Linked DNA regions of Hordeum vulgare: region 2 is linked to region 1. The links are chromatin contacts, called in public Hi-C maps. All regions are on one chromosome and are shown on one strand. The core of a region is the stretch at or near the end of the contact, and the rest is flanking DNA. Distances in the headings are between cores, read along the strand shown.

Evidence for each region. Hi-C and Micro-C count contacts between places; a contact is called where the count stands out from the background.
Region 2: a contact with region 1 is called in a Hi-C map of seedling, with 2.1 times the contacts expected there. The contact joins the promoter of LOC123430627 here to the enhancer-like site in region 1. A contact is called at or near these places in 2 of 6 Hi-C or Micro-C datasets (leaf and seedling).

What each region holds. Positions count from the first base shown.
Region 1 is chr2H:582,588,529-582,596,169 of MorexV3_pseudomolecules_assembly, reverse strand. No RefSeq gene overlaps it. Among protein-coding and RNA genes, the nearest start is that of LOC123430627, 44 kb to the left of the region's middle. Within about 2 kb of position 3,004, at least 3 of the 3 cell types and tissues checked have open chromatin away from gene starts, as enhancers often do. A contact at or near this core is called in leaf and seedling, where this site is marked.
Region 2 is chr2H:582,631,595-582,639,235 of MorexV3_pseudomolecules_assembly, reverse strand. LOC123430627 (1-aminocyclopropane-1-carboxylate synthase-like) reads right to left here and starts at 2,979. Exons shown (of 4, transcript XM_045114482.1): 1 at 2,589-2,979; 2 at 2,365-2,496; 3 at 2,060-2,220; 4 at 175-1,535. The coding sequence starts at 2,750. The coding sequence ends at 527.

The sequences.
Region 1 (7,641 bases), core at 1,755-4,254:
CTTCGGAGCGGCTCGCCGCCCCGGCGGCCGGCGCTCCTCCACTCAGCCGCCGCCTAACGCACACCAGCCTCTCCATAAGCGCGGAGTCCACAGCTGTTGGGTCAGGCGGGAGTGTGGGTGACGCGTCTCGAGGCGGTCGGGGATGTGGGATCCAGGTGTCCGCGGCGCATCTCGCCGGATCCATGGAAGGCGACGGCGACGACAACTTACGACGAAGCGAGGCGACATGGAGGATCTCGGGCAAGACGCCGGCACTTCTGTCGGTGTTGGGTATAGGCGGCGGCGACCGGATCTGGGGCGGCGGCGGTTGCAAGCGATTTCGATGGCGGCGTGATGTCTCATGTACGGTTGCAACGGTGAATATATAATGAAGGAAGATATAAAAGAAAAGAGAGTCGTGGTGGCGTGGTTCACCGTTTTGGTCACCGGCGGCGGATGAAGACCCGTGTTTTACCTTCGACAGATTGCGAGAGGCCCAAGAAGTTTTAATGAAAGGAGGAGATAGCGGTCGTGCACGCACATCACCAGAACCATAAAGGTAAACATTCATTTATGCATTTCCTTATAGTTCTGTTTCCTAGCAATACTAGGCATAATTTTTACATATTGTAACGGACCATTTTAGAATTAGCTAATTAGTAGGTCATGGCTTTTCAGTTTGCAGGATAAGTTTATCTTAATATTGTAATTACATGTAAGCATCTTCCTTCTACTCTAGGGGGGGGGGTTATTTTGCTGGGCAGCCTATTTGGAATCGCTAATGGATCCTCTGTATCTATGTAACTAAAATGGGTGTTTGTTCTTACTTTGTCGTCTTGGGTATGAATTGCTGAAAAATTCGACATTTGGGTTCAACATCATAAGATTATCACACCAATGTGCTATAATTTTATATATGATAAGATCAAAGGCTGGCAGTTCTATCTAACTCCACTAATTAACTTCTATGTCAATACTGGCCTGCAACTTAGCAACAAATGACACATTTGACACAACTATGACGACACTATGTTATCCTCCCTGATTTCTGTCTTGGTGATCAGAGGTATGTGGATCACACTCCTTTGTATACTTCTTTACCTCGGAAGTGAAGATGTGTGTTTTTAATGTCATCTGAGTTGCATTTTTGTTTTGTTAAGAGAATATTAGAACTGGACTATTTGTCTGGACAAAAAGACAAGGGATCTTCTTATTGCGCATATACAAACTATGTAGTAAAAATACAAAAAAGCGAGCCACAAGATCCAAATTGTAACATGTTGTGTGTTCACTGCATCAGTTAGCCTTAGTGCAGAGAATATGTGTAGAATGTAAGAATTGTTTTCCCTGAACTTTAGCCGCATTGATACCATTTTCATGAGGTAATTACTTACTCATAATCTCTTTTTTTTTGTGAATTTAGTTACTCATAATCTAGGACCTTGAATTTGTTATTGCTTCAGGATTATTGCATGTCTGTTTATGTTCGTTCTCAAATTTAAGCCATTTTTTCTCCTCATGCTATATGATGTATCTCAAGATCTTGTTGCTCTTCGTTCTGAATTTTTTATCCGCAGAACAGTGAAAGGGGACAAGGCTGCACATAAATTCCATGCTGAGGAATGATTTCAGTCTTTCGATTCCACATAACAGTAAGAAGGGCAACATGGCTGCACTTAAATTTGTGTTCATGAAATCAATATCAACAACCAGCAACTCCAAGATTCAAGTGTGGATGCGAGGTATAATCTTTACAACTGTGACTGTCTGGCCCTACTTTGGTCATGTTATCGTTTCCTTAACATAAGCATTTATGATAGGTTTTTTTTCTTAAAGAATGTCATTGACAAGATGCTATGCAGTTTGTTTCAGATTTTAGTCTTCATAGTCCCCTGAGGTTGTTATCTCTGCAGTCTGGCAATGGCAGCTTCTCACCTTTATGGATGACGGACTTGGTTTTCTCATAACGATAGTCGTTTTTTGAATTTTATTGGTACAAAAATTATATTTGCATTCGTGTCTACGCAAATAGATAATAACGACGAACCCTTTAAATTATTCATTGTCCAACAAGGGGATTCGAGCTTCTATTGGATTATATTGTAATAATATGACTTGCTAATTTTGAACCATTATATATCTGACGAAAAACACGATGGCCTGAAGTCAGCCTGAACACTTGTGGCAGATTCTATTTGTTTGGGAACTACATATCGAAAAATGTTGTATATTGGTAAGAGAATATATAATTGATACTACAAAAACGAAAGATGGCTTGATATTTGTATTTTGTGCCATACCGATTTACGTTAAAAAAAAAAAGGCATGCTGATTCATGAAGAATAATATTTCTATGTTTGTCTATCAAATTTGTGTACTAAGCACTTTGTCTAAATGTCAAATTTCACGATGTTTGAAACATCGTATGTTTGTCTAGACGTGTGTTGCACGTGCACTTTTACTAGTACCTGCAAATCTTTGGAAGTAACAGTGGAATCAGTTTGGTGCTAACGTCATCGCAAAAAAAAAAGTCTGGTGCTAACTAACAGCAATGAGAAGCGGTCGCCTTCCCATGAGCATAGCATCAATAGGCAGAAATCGGCAGGTGAGCTGCTCGCTAAATTAGCATCATTAGGAGTAGAAGAGGTGTACGACGCAGCATCTTTTTTCTTCTATTTTTTTGAGAATAACGAAACATCTTTTCAGGAAGGAGACTCCTTTTTGGCATTTAGCAGCCCCTGGGCTGGCGCATACGTATTGCATAAATAAACACATGGAGAGAACCATGGTTGGTTTGATTTGACAGCAAAATACAAGTGCTCCTACCACATCATTAGATTAGTACGGTATTATTTTTGTGAGAAAGTACATAATTAGCTTTCAGTCCTGATGAGAATAAACAAGCCAGGTACAAACCCGTCATCAACATGCAACCGAAAAAAAGGGTATGCCGGTCAACATGGGCAGAGAGCCACACACGTATGACGTGCTAGGTGCTCGGTGGTCCACCACCCTCCATCTACTGACGCATGGGTCGCCAGGTCGGCATTGCACGTACCCACGCGTCCAGTTTTTCTGGAGGCCGGTGAGCAGTAGGGCAGCATGTCATTTATGCCAATGCCACTTGCGTGACCGGTCCGCTCGGGTCCCGTTACACGCTCACATCAACTAGAGCGCGTCCACCATGATTCTCAAACGATATCGATCCAGCTTGTAGGTTATAGCTTGCACCCCGTCCTGGTCTCTCGTCTCGCCCGCGGCCAGACGCGTTCACGCCGCGCGCCGGTGACCACGCGCCGGTCACGGCGGGACGCCACCGTTGCTGTCGCGCGTGGCGTGGGGTCGTGACCGTCGCTCCAAAACCGCCGGGGAGATCATGCCGCGGCCATGCCAGCCGAGTGCCACTGGGTGCACTGACGCCGGCACGCACGGTGTGAAAACGAAACCGAGAGCCCGGGCCGCATGGAGCCAAACCGTCCGTCCGTACGCGCGCGCGCTCTGTGACACTGAGCCACTGAGGCACTGATGCAGTGATATAGTCAGCAGCACTAGTCCAGACGACAGTACGGCAGCGGCTAGCTTGCTTGTGGATCAAGCACACCGTTGGTTGGTCAGGTCTGATATTTTTTTCCTTCTCCCGCGTGTGAACCGCGGGGACATGTATGTCGTCGTTGATCGGACGGCAAGTCAAGCGCGCGCCAGTGGCTAGGGGCTGGTGCCGCCGTGCTCGCACATAGTTCCTCCCGCGCGCACAGTTGTGGAGACTTTGAGGACGGTCTCGGCGTGCAGGGGTGAAAACCATGCGACTTTGTGATCTTATCTGACTCGCCAAAAAATGCCGAGGAGGCGAGGACTGATCTCATCTCTCACGATGGACACCGGATGTGACCTTTTCCCTTTCCTTGCTGATGATGATTCAGAGCTGGGGACCGGCCGATCGGCAAGCGTGGCGCATGTACTCCGACTCCGACGGCAACCGTGCATCCATCCATTCTCCGAGGGAAGAAATCCACGTTCAGCAGATGGCCGTCGTACAGTCGGTCGCTGTTTTCTCGGTTGATTTTGCGTGCATGCGTGTGTGGTCAAGTTCCATTCGTACAGACGAGCACGCGTGTACACGTGCCGTCAATGCTCGCACACGTTGGACCGATCAACGCCGAAAGGAGCTCCATCAACAGGATCGTGGTGACAAGCACCACTGAGCTACTCCCTCGCGAGAAAGGTGGATGGTACAGCGGACAAACTTCGTGCAGTGCCAAAGACTATATCGCGATGGATCCATCTCGAATGCATGCTTGCCGTCATGCCGTGGAGTCGGCAACGGTGAATATTGACCATGGAAAACCGCAGCCAAAAGCGCACCGTGCGTGACTGCATGCGTGTCCATCACTGCTTGCGCATGGGCGGATAAACCGTGCGTGGCGTCTGAAATCGCCACGATGAAATTGTTTCAAAGGAAGCGCAAGCAAATGGGAAGGCGAAAGGGGATAGTTCCTCTTTGTTCACTAAAAAAAAGGGGCAGTGCTTTTTTGTGTACTCGTTGTGGCAGTCCATAAAGGGACGGCATGCAAAGAGAGTTATACGTGCGTGGTTCGACAACGAGCTGCGCATTCGTTTTTTAAATTTAAAAATAATGCAAGCATCATGATTTGAATCCTGATAAGTTAGAAATAACACGGTCCGTCCAACCATCCAACCATAAATTGGTTTGCGTATTGTTTCCTCGTTAATTGGTTTAAAACAGTGCTCCTATAAACACCATACACATTTTGTTGCGGGTGTGCATTCTTGGCATGTCGACTAGCTCATGATGTTGTGTTGTTAAAGAGGCTATTGCACGTGGTATGAGCTATATGTTGCCCATTGTAAAAAAAAACTTTACTTGAGCAAGTCACATTCCTTTGCCTTCATTGGTGGTGCGAGAGGCCATGCCTCAGGCCTCGTTCGACATTAGGGTATTTGCATGTTCTGACGAGTATTTTACCCTCCAGTATAGAAATCCCAAAAATTCTCGAGAGGCTCATTCGGTACCCCAGTATTGGACCAGCCCATCCTGAAAGTTACACCCCAACCCTCCAATACTCGTGTGAGAGGAGACGCGAACTCCTCCTCGTGAAATTTCTCCCCCGACTGTAACGGCGCCGCCTCCTCCGCCCTCTGTCCCTAAGTTCGCAGTCGTCTCGCTTTCTTCCTCGACTCCGTGCAATTGAGCCAGATCAGTGCTGCCTCAGATCCCGATGCTTATGGGCTCTTGTCGTCATCGTCGTCCACTCCATTGCAGCCGTCACCGTCGTCGTCCACTCCATTGCAGTCGTCACCTTGGCCGTCCACTCCAGTGCTGCCACCGTCATGCTGCCTTAGCCCCTGCCGTCTTCGACCGAAACCTGGCATTTTTGTCGGTATGTACTGGTTCCACCTCACCCGTCCCCTCTGTCTAGGGTTTGACTCGTTAGTGTGCTAATATGATTCATTGATGGCTTTGTATATTCTTAGTAGGATATGAGGGTGTAGGGGATTGGGATGGGAGGAAATATGGGGATTTGAGAGGACTGGGTGAAGGCAAGGGGATCATCAAATCCCCTACAATCCCCAACCCCTTGGGGATGGAAAAACTCTTGTGCCGAATGAGGCCTTAGAAAAAAGATACTAGAGAATGGATTCAAATAACTGGTGTTGAGAATGAAATTATGATTGTAATATTTCTTCAACATTTTTTCTGAACTGAATTCTTCTTCTGTACTTTTTTTGCGAGTAAACATTCCTTCCTCATCGCCACGGCCAGGTTAGGAATTTCGGATGCGAAATCGACACGACTAGGTTAGGAATTAAAACCCGTGCGTGCATACCACATACGGTCTTGTCTACTTTCAAAGGCATGCATAATGTATCTCATTGGACAGTTGTCCCGGTCTTTTGCTTTATTTTCTGAGAACTGGAAAATGTCATGCTCACATGCACAGAAGACAAAACTAACGTACAGAAGAGGTCCAAGTAGTCAAATAATGTCACGTAGTACCGTTTTGTATTTGGAGCGTCACTTGCCTTGACGTTCGTCTTCGACTAGCTACTTTGTTTATTGGCAAGCTACGTTTTTCTTTTTTGCTTTTTTAAGGAGAAAGACCTCTGGTCTCCGCATCTAGATGATGCATGTAATCATTTTATTATTTATTTATAAAGATCTTATAAAATAATATATCAGTAAATTTAAAGCCACCATCCTGATAACATTTGTTGTTATTTTTATTCACTTGATGAAGGGATGTCGTTAGTCCGAGACAGCGAGACTAATACCAAACAGACCTCACACTTAAGCCTTAACATCTAAAACCGAAGGCCCCTAGCCAAGCCATATACCTAGCTGGGGCAATGCTACACATACATAACTTTACATGGTTTTTACAAACAAGTGGATTTTGATTGGACATTAAGGGGGACGAGGGCCCACCCCCCTTGAAAATCAGGGAGGGAGTGGTTAGTTAGAAAGAAAGAATCCTAGTCAGCATGTAACCTTATGTGACTCTTTGTATGTCTAGCATTTTTGACCTAGCTGGGGCACACACTAGTCCGGCGCACTCTTAGAGGCCACCGCCGTCGTCTTCCATCAATCAATCTTCAGAGCAGATACCGATGCCACGACCTTGCTAGGTCTGCCATAGACGCCACCACGACGCTAGACAACGCCATCCTCCTGCGTGAGTCCGTCTACACACATCGAATGTCGAGACTCCACTGCGTCCCGCCGTCGCGATCCACAGTTGTCAATGTGTAAGATGAAACACCGCTCCACGAAACATGTTGTCCGTTGGTGCCTCGAGACCATGCACACCTCCAAGACTGACACCCCCAAGGAGGAAACGACGCAAGAGCGCCGCCGCCATCCGATCTACCAATCTAGGGTTTCCCTCGGAGGTGACAGGTAGAGGTCTGGAACTTCTCCATGGCAATGTCTTCAAGAAGAGCACGACACAAAAGAGCGCTGCCATCGCCGGTCTTAGCATCTAGCCGAGCGCAAGGTTTTAACCCAGATCTGTCCAAAGAACCTCCATCAAGTCTTGTGTACGAATCACCACCATCTCCACCGGAGACTAGAAGTAGGCTGCATGCTGTCCCCGTGATGACCAGCCAGCAACTGCGCCGCGCGAGCAGCAGGGCCGCCCGCAAGCCCCAAGCGTGCCACCGGAGAACCCTACACCGAACCCCGCCGCCTGTCAAGGAAAGGACGAGGCTACGTACGCCCAATAGCCACCGCCGCCAGCTCGTGTCGTCGCGCCGTCGGGCCCCATGGTCGTGCCTCGTCGCCACTAGAAGAAAGCGTCCCGCGCCGCCGTCCTCGGACAAGAGGAGTAGAAGGCCCCGCCGCCGACTAGGACGAACGGGCTTTGCCCGACGACCTGCATCAGCGGCGGCGATGAGTGGCGGAGGTGGGAGGAGGGGCGAGGGGCGAGGGGCTGCAGATCTGGGCTCCCCTCGGCCGCCCGCGGGGACGGCGCGGGGAGAGGAGAGGGGGTTAGATTTTATTTGAGAGGAAACTATTTCTGAAGATAATATAAGATCATGCCATTGGCGAGCTATGTAGGAGTATATGACACTATTAACACGAGCAAACCCAGCTGTTAGCATGTCCAAATCAGATCTCACCATCACGCCAAGAGATAAAATAAA
Region 2 (7,641 bases), core at 1,730-4,229, 43 kb before region 1:
TTCTTCACTTTGCTCCATGTTCCGCCACGGAGGACGATGACAAATTTTAACAACTCATAAACTGGATTGCTTTTATTTTTAAATAACAAATGTAGATAAACCTTTAGGTATAGACTCATCACTCACGTCTCACGTGGTGTGTGGTACAACATGGACCCTTTGTCGAGGGTGATATACAACATCAATCTTGTACCTCAGTGTACAAGTTTATTACAGCACCTGATCGGGAAGCCTTGATCCGATCAGACCAGACCAAACCATAAACAAGCAAAACAAAGAGGATCGTAATATCCTACGTGGTAACACACGGCTTACCCTACATCAGTAGGTAAAACGTTAATCTACAGCTACATGCTGCATCCGCATGCATTTTGCATGCCTAAACCTTCCCAAACAATCGCATCCATGTATGCACCAGCGGAGCGCCCAGACACCAAGGCCAGGCCCCTGCATGCATGCATGCATGTGATCGAAAAAAGCGTGTACGTACGTACGGCTCACTTGACCGACCGTGGTGACTAGTGACTTAGCTGGCGGCGTGGACGAGCGGAGACTGGGGCGACAGCAGCGCTGCCATGGGGCTGGAGAGCGCGTGGTACTGCGAAGGCATGGCGCCGTGGCGCTGGAGGCTGAGGTGGAGCTGGCCCCTGGCTGCCCAGCGCCGGGCCTTGGCCTTCTGCTGCTGGTGCTGGCGCACGAAGAGCCGGATCCGGTCCAGCGCCACCCCCATGGTCTCGTCGTCCATGTTGGCGTGGCAGACGCGGAACCACCCGGGCTCCCGGCACCGGAACGACGTCCCCGGCGACACGTTGAGCTTCACCTTGCGGATGATCACCCGCCACAGCTCCAGCTCCGCCTCCGCCGTCTTCTCCCGGAGCATGCCCCGCAGGTCCATCCACGTGAAGAGCCCGGCGTTGCCGCCCAGGCACCCGATGCCGACCTCGCGCAGCCCCGACGTGAACAGCTCGTGCCGCGCCGCCAGCCGCCGCGCGCTCTCGCCCAGGAACCGCGCCATGAACTCCTCGTCCCCGAGCATCTTGGCCAGGAAGAGCTGCGTCTGCGACGACACCAGCCCGAAGCTGGACATCTTGCGCGCGCAGGACACCACGGCGTCGTTGTACGAGTAGACGATGCCGACGCGGAACCCCGGGAGGCCGAAGTCCTTGGAGAGGCTGTAGGCGATGTGGATCAGGTCCCTGTCGACCACGCCGGGGACGTCGTGCTCGATCACCTCCGCGATGCTCACGTACTCCGGCTTGGCGAACACCGACCCCGCGTAGATCTCGTCGCAGATGAGGTGGACGCGGTGCTCCGTGGCGAAGGTGGCGAGCATGGCCAGCGTGGCCCGGTCCGCGGTCGTGCCCAGCGGGTTGGACGGGTTGGTGATGAGGATGCCCTTCACGCGGACGCCGTTGCTCCGCGCGCTCTCGTACGCCGACACCACGGCCTCCCTGGTGATCTTGAAGTCGTTGGAGCTGTGGCACTCGATCGGCAGCAGCTTCACCCCCGACCTCCAGCAGCAGTCGCGGTCGAATCTGTGATCACGAACGAAAGCACATACGTCAGGCTTGATGAAACAACTCGTTGTGTGCGTGCATGCATGCATCCTTACGTTGCGCTGTGTATCTTTAGTAGTACTAAGTCTTTTTGAATTTTATTGGTCATCAATTGACCGTGCATAGGTCAGAGATTAACCAAAAAGTCACCAAAGACCAGACCGGCTGCTGGTAAACGTCGTGTGCATGCGTGCGTCTCGCTGAATGCAGCAGGCTAGGTTGCGCCATTCAACTTGAAGACATGAAGCCAAGATTTTTTTTTTATTTAAAACTATGAAGCGAAGAACTTGAATCCTACCTACTTGGACGCATTTTCGTCTCGAAGGTTGGCTATTCCTCGTTGACAATAGACTAGTCTTCTGAGCCCAAAATGGGTTTCCCGACAACTACATAGTATTGTCTACCATTTGACCCGGCTTTCAGGGTCTGTGATTGACTTCTACATGCACGAGAGGTGGCCATGCACCGAATTCAGTTGCTGTCAAGGGGTTGACGAAGCGTACCCTGGGTAGTAAGGCGTGGGCACGAGGAAAGCCTCGCCGGGGTTGGCGAGGCAGAAGGCGAGCGTCTCCTGCGCGCCGGTGGCGCCGCCGCTCATCACGACGCGATCTGGGTCAAACCTGGCCTTCCACCCCCTCACCTGCCCCATGAACTGGGCCATCGCCTGCAACATCAGACTCATATTGGTTAGCAATGATCTGTCACGGCGCTGCTCCGTCGCTTTCGCACTCGTCAACATCTATATTATCACTAATCTTGTATCACTGGCTAGCTTGTCTTATTTCGTGTTAGTGCGTGCTGAGCTCACCTGTCTGAACTCCGGGAGGCCGTGGTAGTCCTGGAAATTGGCGATCCTCTTGAACTGCGAGGCGCCCTCCGCCGTGCAAATGGATGCCTCCGGGTGTGCCTTGCTCCACTCCTCGATCAGGTCCAGCGAGAGCTGCAGCGCCGCCGACGATTAGCTCCATGATTAATGGCGGAAAATGGACAGGAAATATCACTGCTCTGTTATTCAAGGAGACAATTGCGTACTTGGTTCTCGGCGAGGCCCATCTGGATGACACCATCGGGGTTGTCCTGCAGGTGGAAGGGGTTCTTGTCGTACGCCTTCCACCCGTCGAAGTAGGACGAGTTCTCGCCGTGGCCGTCGCCGGCGGCCATCCTCGACAGAAGCTCGGCGGATTTGCTTGCCATCTGCGCTATCGGGTTTCTCAAGATGAGCTAGCTAAAGGTCGATGGATGAGCAGAAGCAGAGACAGAGACGGACAAGAAGAGAGGCCAAGAATGTTATGCGCTAATCTAGCTGAGGATGAAGCTTCTTGAGCTTGCTAGGGAGATTGGTGAAGCTTCTTGAGCTTGAGCTGGCGAGGGAGGGAGGGAGATGGATGGGTAAGCTGGCCGCTGGCGCCTATTTATAGATTCGTGGCCGCTGGCGCTGGCCATGGCGCGGTAGACGCAGGTCAAGGGCAGGGCCTGTTTGGCATACACGCGCATGGTGGTGGGGGAAACTTCCATGAAAGGGAGTGCGAAGATGCAGCGGCTAGCTGGGCCAGATGGTGACCTCTCAGGCCCCGCACGTCCTCGTCCTTGCACCACCCCCCGCCCAGCTGACAATGGTGGTAATCAATTGGCCAATTGATTTGGGAAGAATATATGCGATCCAACTCCAAGGCGACGTGACTTGACGATGGACGCGCGGTCGTGAATTTGAAGTTAGACGCAGTAACGTGCTTGCCCACGTGGGGCTCGGAGAAAAAAAAACCGTCCCGTCGCCGGCGATCCGTTCTGCGGCGTGCGGGCTGGCGACTTCGGCGGACGACGGATGGCGACGTCGGTATCGTCAGCTCGAGCTGGAGATCATAGCCATAAGCTGACAGGAAACCGCGGCGGCCGGACGGGCCTCTTGGATGAAAGCCCTAACTGCGGTGGGCGACCCGACGTCTTTGCCGTCGTTTTCTTTTTGAAGGCGTCGATTTGGGAGCTATGTGGTTGATGACACTGTTTGATTGTCATTGGAGGCGATCTGGACCAGGGAGTGGTGCGACGTGGCATCTACGGCGTTGATGATGGTAGGTTCCGACGACTGGTGCAGCAGAGTCTCGACGATGGATGCGTTTTGATGGACGTGCGTAGGGAGGTGGCATTGTATGGCATCGTGCGGACGTCAACGGCAGGCCTCGCATGAACGATGCGCCAATACCTGCTTTGAAGATGGATCTGTGAAAGACGGCAACCACAAACTCTAAGAATATGTCAGATTGGTGTGTGCTCCAGACTCGGCAAGCGGCTTGGTTAGGGCATTCGGCTTTAGATGTGAGGCTTTGGTGCGAGGTTTGGTTGGTATTTGACTTGGATTATCGGCACCCCTTCATCAACCCGATAGAAATAGCGACATATGATGTTAAAGATGATGACTTCAGACTTACTGATGTACCTCCTTCGTAAAAAAATAAGATAATCTATATCATTAATTTAATGATCTAAACGTTTTTATATTTAAAAAAATATATAATTTTATAATGTTTTTATGAATAATTAATAAAATGAATGCATGCAACGTTTAGATGCTCACGCAGGTGGTCATCCTTCCTTTCTTGGAAAAAAAGCATCGTCAGCTCGATGGGTTGAGGCCCTGTTTGTTTCATAAGTTCTAGGACTTTTTTAAGTCCCAACTTATAAGTCATAAGTCTCTACCTGTTTGTTTACAGGGACTTATAAGTCCCGAGTCCCTATCTGTTTGTTTACAGGGACTTATAAGTCCATGTTGCACCTAATAATACACTTCTTCACATAACCCTTGTTCATACAAATTGCATCGCACAGGCCGACGAGACGGGACGGCGGGGGACGGGGCGATGGGACGGGACTAACCGAGGCAGAAACAGGCGACGGGACGGGACGGGACGGCGGGGGGGACGGGGCGACGGGGGTGGCGACGGGGGGGCGACGGGGTGGCGACGGGGCGACGGGGCGACGACGGGGCGCTACTCCAGCGATGCGGGGCGGTGGGGCGGCGACGGGGCGGGCCGCGACGGGGAGGCTAGCGATGCGGGGCGGTGGGGCGGCGGCGATTGGGGTTGGGAGCGGCGCGGGGTAGGGCGTGGGGCGGCGGGCACTGATGGATGCGGGAAACGACGCGGGCCAACGAGCATAAGTCCCAATAAGCTCCTCCCTGAGAGTCTTATTTGATAAGTCTCAAATCACCACAATAAGTCTCAATAAGTTCCTTGTGTTTGGTTTAGGTGGGACTTATAGGGACTTTTTTAAGTCCCTAAATCAATAAGTCCGTGGAAACAAACACCCTCTGAGTTGGTCAAAAGGAGAGAGCTGGCGTAGCCGGCGCGAGCACCACCGGCGGTTCGCGCTCGTGTTGGACGGGGCGGGGACTGACTAGCCGCCGGCGTCGTGCCTCGTGCGTGCAGCCCGCAATAAATCGGGAGGAGGGTTCGAGAAAGCAGGGGTTAATTTTGCCGTGGAACGTACGCTTGCAGGATTGAATTTGCCTCGAAACTGGCCCGCAATTTTCTGTGTTTTGTCTGAACTTTTGTCGACCTTCTTTGAACTGTTTTAGCAACAACTCGAAACAGATCGCACCGTCGCGTCCTCAAGATCCGGCTGCTTAGCCATCCTGTGTGCAGCATAAACTAAAATTGAGTGTGCAAATAAACTAAACTTGAGTGGTCGCACACCAACCGAACCGAATATACGTGCAGGGAGGGAGGCACACACAGCGCAGAGACAGGTTTTTGGTCGTGTGGCGGTGCGCGTAGGTTTGTGTCGTTCCAATCAAAGAGAAAGTGATGCTACGTTTTTGTCATATTTGTACTTCCGTGTGGCGGTGGCCAGGATCTCCGAGAGTTGCGATGCATCCGCTGTACTACCTTGTTTGGTGTAACGATTGTTTCTCCCTTCCCGAATGCAAGATAGAAGTTTCCAGGTTGACTACACTACCTGACAGTGCGGGTGTAGTATCCGCGTGTATGTAGGCATCTGCGTTTATACCGTTTAAGAAAAGGTAGACAACTTGACATGAAAGTCTCCGAGGTAGGTCCGATCTTCATTTTCACATGACATGAGTACTCTGATTGTTCATTGTTTTGATATAGCTCACTGTTCATGCCGAGTGGTCACATGACACGCATGCATGAGTAGTCGACTGGCCAAAACAACTAGATGGCTAAGCTGGTACCTGGTGGTTGCCAGAAGCAATTCGTGGCCAATTTGGGCACTACGGCGACCACATTGTTTGCGCGCCAAGCCGAGAAAAAGGTGCTAAACATTGTGATCGTGCATGATACTGGCACCACGCATGTGCTGAACACACTGTGACGGTGCTAGTCCAAGGACATGCAAAAGCGAATCCAACAGAATCATCTTTTGGCAAGAAGGTCTACGTTATACAATGAACCTCATATGTGGATAGTAACCATAGAGGGGCGGGCAGTTCATAACTGCGAGAGCGATCAAACACACCAGTAAACGCTCCGCCCATGACAGGTCAAAAGAAAATTAAATCGTGACGGTTTTCGCCACCTCGCGACGACTGACTTTTGGCAGGACTATTTCGTCCGTCTGCTACGGCTGTCTTAAATGTGTAGGTTTAAATGAATTTTCTTGTCTGACATATGTGGTCAAACACTAAATTAATGTTAGTCAATGGAGTTGACAACCTTCCTGGAGTAATTATACAACAACGATGCGCACAATATGAGGGACTTTTTTATTTATGGACTAAAAAAGTTCCTTTAGTCTCATCTAAACCAAATATGAGGGACTTTTATGAACTAAAAATGGGCATTTGGGACTAAATAAAGAAATCCCTAAGAGAGAGCCTTTTTGGGATTTTTTGGACTTTTTTCAACAGTGTCTTTGCTTTTAGCATGTTATTTAATAACCTCTAGTCCATTAGTATGGGTAACATGATCTTTTAACATGTTATTTAATAACCTCTAGTATACATGTTTAGGTTGTCTGTAATGGGAGTATCATAACTAGTATCATGCATGCCAACTAAGCAATTTTGATGAGGTTGCATAGAATTAAGTGAAGAATGAGAGGGTTGAGTATCATATTATGATACCGTATCATATTAAATGATATGCTAGTATGTGTCTTACATGACAATAAATGAACTACCTATAAGAGCAAGTACAATAGAGCTGAGTCAGCTGACTATAAGGAATAAACTAATATATTTTTGCTTAGTTAGAGGAAAGAGAAGAGGAGAGAGAAGGTAAGCGGGCTCTTAGCTAAGAGCCAGCTCTAGCACGTGCTCCTAGGCCTTTTGTGAGTATGAAAGGTGGACCATATAATAAAAAAAGTAGTACACTTTTGCAATGAACTATTGTACATGTTGGCTATAAGATGGGCTATAGATGACATGACAATGGCTTATAGCCACCAGCTGGCTATACTATTGTACTTGCTCTAATACTAACATGATGGACAAGACCCAACCTATGAATGTAGCATATGATCATGTCAGTTTATTGCTATTGTTTTCTGCATGTCAAGTATCTATTCCTATGACCATGCGATTGTGCAACTCACTCACACCTGATGAGTACATTGTGTGTATCAAACGTCGCAATGTAACTAGGTGACTATAAAGGTTCTGTACAGGTATCTTCGAGGGTGTGTGTTGAGTTCGCATGGATCAAGACTGGGATTCGTCACTCCGTGTGATGGAGAGGTATCTCAGGGCCCTTTCGGTAATACAACATCACAACAAGCTTGCAAGCAATGTGACTAAAGAGTTAGCCATGGTATCTTGTATTATGGAACGAGTAAGGATACTTGTTGGTAACGGGATTGAACTAGGTATGGAGATACCCACAATCGAATCTCGGGCAAGTAACATACCGATAGACAAAGGGAACTGTATACGGGATTGATTGAATCCTTAAACATCGTGGTTCGCCTGGTAAAGATCTTCGCATAATATGTAGGAGCCAATATGGACATCCAGGTCCCGGTTTCGATTATTGGCCGAAGAGTGTCTCGGTCATGTATACATAGTTCTCGAACCCGCAGGGTCTGCACACTTAAGGTTCGGTGACGATTTTGTATTATGAGTTATGTGTGA